Linked DNA regions of Mus musculus: region 1 is linked to region 2. A link is a contact called in public HiChIP or PLAC-seq data. All regions are on one chromosome and are shown on one strand. The core of a region is the stretch at or near the end of the contact, and the rest is flanking DNA. Distances in the headings are between cores, read along the strand shown.

Region 1 (4,699 bases), core at 820-3,319, 63 kb after region 2:
TTGTGTGAGTTTCTTTGTGAATGTGTTACCTCACTCAGGATGATGCCCTCCAGGTCCATCCATTTGGCTAGGAATTTCATAAATTCATTCTTTTTAATAGCTGAGTAGTACTCCATTGTGTAGATGTACCACATTTTCTGTATCCATTCCTCTGTTGAGGGGCATCTAGGTTCTTTCCAGCTTCTGGCTATTATAAATAAGGCTGCTATGAACATAGTGGAGCATGTGTCCTTCTTACCTGTTGGGGCATCTTCTGGATATATGCCCAGGAGAGGTATTGCTGGATCCTCCGGTAGTACTATGTCCAGTTTTCTGAGGAACCGCCAGACTGATTTCCAGAGTGGTTGTACAAGCCTGCACTCCCACCAACAATGGAGGAGTGTTCCTCTTTCTCCACATCCTCGCCAGCATCTGCTGTCACCTGAATTTTTGATCTTAGCCATTCTGACTGGTGTGAGGTGGAATCTCAGGGTTGTTTTGATTTGCATTTCCCTGATGATTAAGGATGTTGAACATTTTTTCAAGTGCTTCTCTGCCATTCGGTATTCCTCAGGTGAGAATTCTTTGTTCAGTTCTGAGCCCCATTTTTTAATGGGGTTATTTGATTTTCTGAAGTCCACCTTCTTGAGTTCTTTATATATGTTGGATATTAGTCCCCACCATTAATCTTTTAACTTGAGTTGGGTTGTGGGTTAGTAGCTAGTGCTTGCCTGACATGCCCATGGCCCTTGGTTTTTGAGGAGGATCATTGCAGGCACTTGGTGAGTTCCAGGGAAAGAACACTGAAGAAATAACCACATCAGAGGCTCTCCAAGGAAAGAGCCCCAGACCTCTCATTCTCTTAAGCCACAGTCACCATGGGGCTTGGGGGTGATGGTCAGCATGCTTCAGTCCCTTTCAGGAACAACGGCCACTGAAAACACAAGAGCCAAGAAGCCAAGCAGCAAACCTTCATGTTCTTCATGTTCATGTATCTTATAGATCCACATGTGTGTTTCAGTGTGTGATCCTTGGCCTCCATGTATGCACAATTAAGCCGGAGCTAGTCATTTTATCACCAGGGCGGTAGCACTGAGAGGTGAACACCGGAGGGATGTTCAAGTTCTCAGCCTCATGGAGGACTGATACTATCACTGTAAGGGCTGCCCACATGAATTGCCCCATTCTGCCATTTGTTCTACAACTGGACATGTGAGAGGACAGCAGCAAGGTATGTGGGAAACCAGATTCCAGATGCTGGCACCTTGCTCTTTATCTTCCTACCTGCAGAACCAAGAAAATCTCTCTGTCTCTGTCTCTCTCTGTCTTTCTTTCTCCTCCACCCCTTTTTTCTGGGCAATTTCTTAGTCTATGATACACTATTGAAACATATACTTAGTTATATAATTTCACAACTTTATTCTGAAATACTGACTTGGGTTAAAGGGCATAAAATAGTTTTCACCTTTGTCTCCAACTTCTTTTAAGTTGAAGCTCCTTCATTTTCCTAGATAAGCTGATACTAAATTGAGATACTACCTGCTTATAATTTTAGTACTTTAGCTATTGCTTTAAATTTTTCATTGTTAAAGACTGTCTTAGGGTTTTTGGCTTTTTTGTTTCACTATTTTGTGTGTTTGTTTTGTTTTGTTTTTCTGTGAAGAGACACCATGGCCTCTGTGAAGGTTCTGTGCCCCAGTATAGGGGAATCCTTGGGCCAGGAAGCAGGATTGGGTGGGTTGGGGAGCAAAGGAAGGGGGGAAGGGACAGGGGATTTTCAGAGGGAAAACTAGGAAAGGAGATAACATTTGAAATGTAGATAAAGAAAATATCTAATAAGAAAAAAAAAGAGAAAATATCCAATTAAAAAAAAAAGACACCATGACCAAGGCAACTCTTATAAAGAGAAACATTTAATTGGGACTGGCTTAGAGTTCAGAGGTTTAGTCCTTTATCATTACGGCTGGAAGCATGGCTGCTCACAGACAAACATGGCACTGGAAAGTAGCTGAGAGTTCTACAGTCAGATCCACAGGCAGCAGAAAGATTTAGAGACACTGGGCCTCTGAAACCACAAACCCACTGCAAGTGACACATTTCCTCCAACAAAGCCACACCTACTCCAACAAATTCACACCTCCCAATAGTGACATTTCCTGTGAGCCTCTGGGGGCCATTTTCATTCAAATTACCACATTCTACTCCCTGACACCATAGGCTTGTAGCCATATCATAATGCAGAAAGCATTAAATCCAACCTCAAAAGTCCCCATATCTATCATTCTCAATGTTGATTAAAATCCAAAATTCAAAGTCTCTTCTGAGACTCATGACAATCTCTTAACTGTAATTCCCTATAAAAATCAAATAAAAAAAAAGCAGATCTCATACTTCCAACAGAAATGGTGGGCTGGCTACTCCAAACTCTGCATTTCCATGCCTAATGTCCCAGTGTCTTTAAATCTCCAACACTTCTCATCTTTGTTGACTGTAACATACTTCTGTCACTTGGGCTGGTTCCATTACCTATTAGAAGTTTTCCTTGGCAAGTATCCCATAACTATGGCACTGTCAACATGTTGAGGTCTCCATGGCAATCTAGGCTTCATCTTCAGAGCTTCACTTAATGGCTTCTATGGACCTCCATGCAGGGATACCCCTGCTATACACCTGGACTCAGTGGCTCACCTTAGTCACAGAGGGAGATTCTATAATTCCTCTCTTATATCCTAATTCTAAAACAGTGGTTCTCAAGTGGTGGATCACGACCCCCTTGGAGGTGGAACAACTCTTTCACAGGAGTCACCTAAGACCATCAGAAAACAAAGATTTATGTTATAATTCATAACAGTAGCAAAATTTCAGTTATGAAGTAGCAACGAAATAATTTTGTGGATGGGATCGTCACAACATGAGGGACCAAACTAAAGGGGTGTAGCATTAGAAAGGTTGAGGACCACTGCTCTAAAACCAGAATGTGGCCCAAGATGTAAATTCTGCTGCTTTCTGGTATTGGGGTTTGGGATTCACCCCCAAAACCACACCAACACTAATCTCATACATGGATAGTTTATTGGGAATTTTCCCCAGGACTGATTGATTTTTGGGGCCACAGGGGAGGCTGTTACACTGAGTTAGAATCCTATAGATCTTTTAAGCCTGAAATCCACAAACATCTGTGCCAAGTTATTCCATCAATCAGGATTTAGGGATGGGACACTTCCTTACAAACATGTCTTTGTTGTACAATTATCCTGTTCCCATTTGTTGGGAGTATTCTACTGTGGCAGGGGACTTGCCTTGCCTAACATTCATGTCTTAACTTGCCAAAAGGATTTCAGTTACCCATAAATGTGTGTCTTTCTGTCAAGTACGGTGTCAATTCCCAGGGAGGTTTTGGGAACTTAAAACTTTACTTGATCCCTACTCAAAGTGGAAGACTTATTCCAAATGACTTCTTATAGTTGTACAGGTGTCTCTCTTATGTTGGGGTACATCCCAGAGTCAGCCTTTCATACACAAGTGCAGGAAATGCTGCTGAACAGTTGGTTCAGGTCCAAGTTTCTTGTGGCTAACTATTCAAAGCAGTTCTGACTGACCTCTATTGTGTTTGATTTCCAAGAACCTCAAAGCATAGAACATAACAGAATATGCATTCAACTCAGGCATCAGCAAGTTTCCTAGTAACAGTAGTGACAACACATGAGAAAGTTTCCTTGTAACATCAGTAACAGCATAAAATGGCTGGCTAGACAGGCAGCAGTTACCCAGGCACTGGAACATGGACCCCTTGTTCAAATAAATTTTCACCAGCTTTCTGGCTTTGATGGTTTTCTTCACTGTCTAAGCTTGGCAATCCTGTAACTCCATCTGTTGAGAGCAACTAGGCTGCTCTCAAACACAGATATCTGCCTCCAGAATTCTAGGATTAAAGCTGTTCATCACTACACCCAGATCTAAACTTTTCTTTAATTCTTTTTCACTTTTCTTTCATTCCTTTTCATAAATTGGAAGCTTGGTTGTGTGGGGTCTTGCTCTGAGGTCATCACTCCCTTTACTCTAATTAGCATCATGGTTTTCTTTGTATACATTTTCTGGTGCTCCTTTTCTCTACAAACTGTTCAGTTTGTATTTTTCCTTGCTCTGTTTGCTTCTTTTCATTATAGATCTGCGTAAGTCTGGCCACTAATAACCATACAAGACAGTCAACACTAGGCTAAAGCCTAGTGTTAGGCTTCTGCTATAGCTGTTAATCCATAACACTTCAATTTAGCTGTAGGCAGACTTTTTTGATTGAAAGTAGCCATGTTCTTTGTCAAAATATCAGAAGCATGATCTTTAAGCTACATACTGAAATTTTTCTCCTCTGAAACCTTCTAAGCCAGGCCCTGACAATTTCAGTCACCTTCAGCACCAATAGCTTCCGTTTTTCTACTTAGAATGGTCCATTGAGTCCAACTTGATTTCAACTGCTTTTCTAGTCCAAAGTTCCAAGGTCTGTGGGAACTAAAAGGGGCAGGGGAAGAGGGGGGAGGGAATTCCTCCTATGCTCTGGGCAGGCAGATGTGGGAGTGCTGCCAGACACTTTCCACTCAGCCCCAGGTGGGCATCTAAGCCACTGACCCCACTTGACCGGGGAGTGGACAAGAGGCAGCCCCCGATGGTGGGGGGGGCGACACCCTGTACCCCGGGGTTATGGGAGAGAGGGCTGAAGGAGAGA
Region 2 (4,377 bases), core at 844-3,343:
TGAGACATTGTCTTAAAATAAGAGGCAAACAGAGGGCCAGAGATAAACCTTGATGCCACAGTACACCCATGTGCTAGGAACAGGGCTCCATCCTCAGTACTGAAAAATAAAGAGGAGAAGAAAATAAATACCATGACTACAGGTATGATAGCTACAGGCCACATGGATGCAATATTCAATCATATGAACTTAAATATACAGCTTAGTCTCCCCATCACTCCAACCACAATGCAAAAGTTCATAGCCTTGGGAGCCCTGGGAACATTGCTGTCATCACAGAATCTTTGATTAAGCAGAAGCACTTTGCAAACAAGGGCTATGCAAGAAACCACAAAGAGTTGTCAACGATTTCTTAATATGTCTGTGGTCTGAAGCATTTCCCACAATTTCTTCAAACTGCAAGAGTAAAATGAATTATTGTGCATCCAGATATTTGCAGTAAGCCCTGCTCGTTCATGTTAGCTGGAGCCTGTTCCTTCTTCCTCACTTTGGTCCTGTATCTGGTGACTTCTATGGTCACACGTGTGGTGGTAAGTAGGGCAGTGGGGAGATGTTCCTTCTAAGGTTGGTGTTGCAAAGGCAAGAGTGGAGAGGGTAGGCTAAGAAGAAGCTTTCTTGAGGAGATTCCCACCCTCTCTAGTGAGGATTGAACCTAGGGCTTCCCACATGTTGTATCCTCAGGCCCACTTTCAGTTATTTTGAAACAGAGCCTTAAACTTACGATCCTCCTGCCTCCATCTCCCTAGAGTTGGACATGCCTGCTTTGGGGGGACATATGTAAAACCATATTGACACATCTCTTCAAATGGCTCAGATAATGAAGCAAGAGAGATTCTATCAGCATGCCAACATGCAGCAGCAGCACAGCCTCTCCCTCCAGCTGACCAGGAGTGCAGCCAACTGGCAGTACCCACTGTCTGACTATCACCCTTGCCCGGAGGTTGGCATCTGCTGAAGAGCGATGCCTCTAGGTTAAGTGTTTTCTCCAGTGGAAGTTTACATCCAATAACTGGCTGATAGAACTGTGAAATGCAGTCTCGTCACCTTCCATCTCAAGGTCTACGCAAACTGTAGAATTCCCTGTGGAGTCAGCATTTGTTGTGACTGACTCAATCTTATCCTTATCCAATACCGTCTTCTTTCCTTCCTCTCTCAGGTGTAAATCCCAAGGCTACTCCCTCATAGCTTCTTTCAGCACCAGATATCTCCACCTCAATAGTCCATATGCCTTGGAACCCAACCCTTTTACACAGACACACATACACATGTGCGTGCAAGTATACAAACACTTACATAAATATACTTACATAGAAACATAGTTTACAATATTAATAGATCAAAAGAAAAATCATGCAATTACTTCAACCATTAAAAGACATTTTTAAAGTAACTCACATTTCCAATCAAAGCCTTTATTTAGTAAAATAGGAATGAACAAAATATGCATGCACTAATTTAAAGATTAATCACTAATAGCCAATATCAGTCTTAGTGATATTAGATATTCTATTCTTTGTAAATTTTTCTTTTTTGTTTTCTTTGGTACTGGATAGACCCTAGGACTTTGTATATGCTAGGCAAATGATTCTAGGCAAATGCTCTATCAATAAGCTAAACCCTGAGCCTTTGGTGTTTGTTTTGTTTTGAAGTGGGGGTCTTAAAAAGATTAGTAGCCTAGAATGGGCTTCAATTTGTCATCCTCCAATCTCAATTGGAGGCTATTTTGTAGTAAGAGAAATCCTTAAAGAGAAAAATGGAAACAAAAATAATAAAAATAAAACAACAAACAAACAACAACAACCACCACCACTACCACCACCACCACAAAACACACACACACACACACACACACACACGGAAGATTACCTGTAGCCAATTCTAGAATAGAGTCAGCCAAGGAAGGCTCTGTTGACATGTTTGATTCTACTAACCCTTCTGGACAAACAGCCTTTAGTCACAGAGAAGATAGAGTGCGTGATTTCATAGAGGAATGCTAAGACCACAACTACATGGAAAATGTTTCTGTCTCTTTAAGCCATCATCATCCGGCCTTTCTCTCAGTTTCCTGATCTCTAAGACCCAGGCAGCCTAGCGACTTCCTCTATGCTCAGCCCTGGGCAAGGAGAGACTTCTGCACTCACAAGCGAAGGGAAGGCGAGGCCGGGGCTTCTCTGGGTCACTTCAGGGACTGTCAGCAAGAAAGGTGAGCCTGAGGCTGTGAGCTGGGGTGGAGAGGAAGCTGGGCTGTGAGACCAAAGTGTCTGGTACCTATACACCTGCATTGTACAAAGCACTATGCAGGAGCACTCCGAGCGAGCGTGCATCACAGGCAAGGGGGGCTTCCGGATGCGTTAGGATGGCCTGGGCTTCGAATCGACAAGTTTGGAGGAAGTCTTAGGAGTTCACACATCTTTGATGAACAAAGCTTATCTCTTCCCTCACTCTTTTCGTACAGTAAGGGAAATGTACTCTAGATCTCCTCCCAGGAGCAAAGCACAGTCCATTCCTCAAAAAAAAAAAAAAAAAAAAAATAGAGTTTTCTGATTTGCATGGTATCTTTAGCTGGTGATGTCTGGTGTATCAAAGAAACTTAAAAGGTCTTGAAAAAACATGTCTTTACCTAGTACCTTCCAGGACTGTGTACTTTGGCCAAAAAACAAGTTAAAGAGTAAAGTGATGAATTTTGAAAGAAATTTCATTAAATGTTTCTTTCTATAGAAAAAAAAAGCACATTCAGCAAAGGCAAACGATCCTTCTGTGTCCTTATAAACCATGCTTTCATGGCTACTCCTCATGGGCCACGTCTGTCTCTCAGAAGTCTCTTCTTCTCCTTGCCAGTCGGAGGGGCTCTAGCAAACTTGAGAGGAATGGAATTAGTCCTCACTTGTCTTCCTGGAGTTTGTCCCACTCCAACTGCAGGGATACCTCTGTTTCTCCGCGTCTACAAGGAAGGGTTTAAGAAATAATGTTCTTCAAATTCTGGATGCAGATTAAGCTTGTGAGAAAGATACTACTTGTTGTATCAGAACAACTGAGGATAGATCCAAGAAGTGTGATGTTGAGGGGAACACCTAAATACTTCAAAAAAACAAAACAAACAAACAAAAAAACCAAAAACCAAAACCAACCAACCAACCAAACAAAAACCAAACCAAACCAACCAAACAAACAAACAAAAAAGCCCCAAAAAACAAAAACCAAAACCCCATCAAGCTTGTAGGCAAGGACCTGGACTATCCCGGGCTCTCTTGAGCATATAGAACTGCATGTGCTTTATGTTCCCAGATAATAGAAACATTTATCGCCCGAGATTTCACTCGGTGTTTGCCTTTCTCTTAGAAACTATCAAAGGAAGCCCAGCCTCCACTCTGAACTCTGGAAGCCCCAGCGTCCTGCCCTGGGCTTCCATGGAGTCCCTGTGCCTCCTCCTCATTTTCCCCCAGGAAGAGCTCCTCCAGCTCCTGCAGAAGCCTTGCTCATTGCTCTCGCTCTTACCTTGCTCATTGCCCCCGCTCTTACGGCTGTTTCTTCAGTTCTGATCTGTGTCATTTGTGGGCATTTGCTGATTTCTGCACACAGGACAGAGACATGGAATCCCACAGAGTGTTTGACTAAAGGCTTTGGGAGATGGAAGGGGTATTAGCCCATCTGGTTTGCAAAGCCCTTCTGTGGGAGATAGGCTATTGAGTTAACATTACCCTTCTCTGGTGTTGTGCCCACAGGAGGAAGAGAGGGAGGGAACATGTCACCCATAGTGGAGACAAAGAGATGGAGCATGAAATGGTGGAGAGATGCAGATAAGCACTCAGACAGGAATGTGGAACCAAAGCTATCACCAGAGAAAGGCCAGGGAGAGGTTGAATCTGATTTCTGGGCAGTCACTGGCTGAGACCTGTTAGCTGAATAAGAGGTTGGAGTAGCAGACTGGGGGGGGAGGGGGGGGCACTGCTTTGCGCTTAGGGACTCCTGGAATTAGGCTTAAGTGACCCGGAAGTGCTTGGCTGTACCAGATAATGTTACAACCAGAACATAGGTAGTAGAAGGGGAAAGTTTAGAGCAAAGGGCTTGGAGACTCATAAGACAACTTTGTGGCGTTGGTTCACTCCACCTTTCCTGAGGTCAGGAGAGAAAGCTCAGGTTGTCAAGCTAGCATTGCAACCATCTTTCTGGTCCCCCTAGATGTTATTCTTCAAAATCCAGATGCTATCTCTAAGAAGGAATAGAAGAACTTACTATGGTGGACAAAAGGTGCCCCCGAAGTGCCTGTAAACGGAAGCGCACGCCTAAATGCTCGGCTCCTTGCAGACAAAAGCCTTGCTTTGTATTCTTTAGAATTTGCCTGACTCTGTGGTTGGGTTTTGCTCAGCTGCAGGAATG

Evidence for each region. HiChIP or PLAC-seq counts read pairs in DNA pulled down with a chosen protein or histone mark.
Region 1: a BATF HiChIP or PLAC-seq map of CD8 T cells shows a contact between it and region 2, with 10 read pairs. The contact joins the enhancer-like site here to the promoter of Gimap1 in region 2. A contact is called at or near these places in 3 of 484 Hi-C or Micro-C datasets (the HL-1 cell line, Sertoli cells and uterus), 6 of 115 datasets of contacts at active chromatin or transcription factors (CD8 T cells, DN3 thymocytes, effector CD8 T cells and 2 more) and 2 of 9 other capture datasets (adipose tissue and pancreatic islet).

Annotation. Positions count from the first base shown.
Region 1 is chr6:48,800,037-48,804,735 of GRCm38.p6, forward strand. No RefSeq gene overlaps it. Among named protein-coding and RNA genes, the nearest start is that of Gm30781, 3.5 kb to the left of the region's middle. Within about 2 kb of position 2,070, at least 56 of the 459 cell types and tissues checked have an H3K27ac peak or open chromatin away from gene starts, as enhancers often do. A contact at or near this core is called in CD8 T cells, effector CD8 T cells and uterus, where this site is marked.
Region 2 is chr6:48,736,954-48,741,330 of GRCm38.p6, forward strand. Gimap1 (GTPase, IMAP family member 1) reads left to right here and starts at 2,094. Exons shown (of 3, transcript NM_008376.3): 1 at 2,094-2,203; 2 at 4,367-4,377.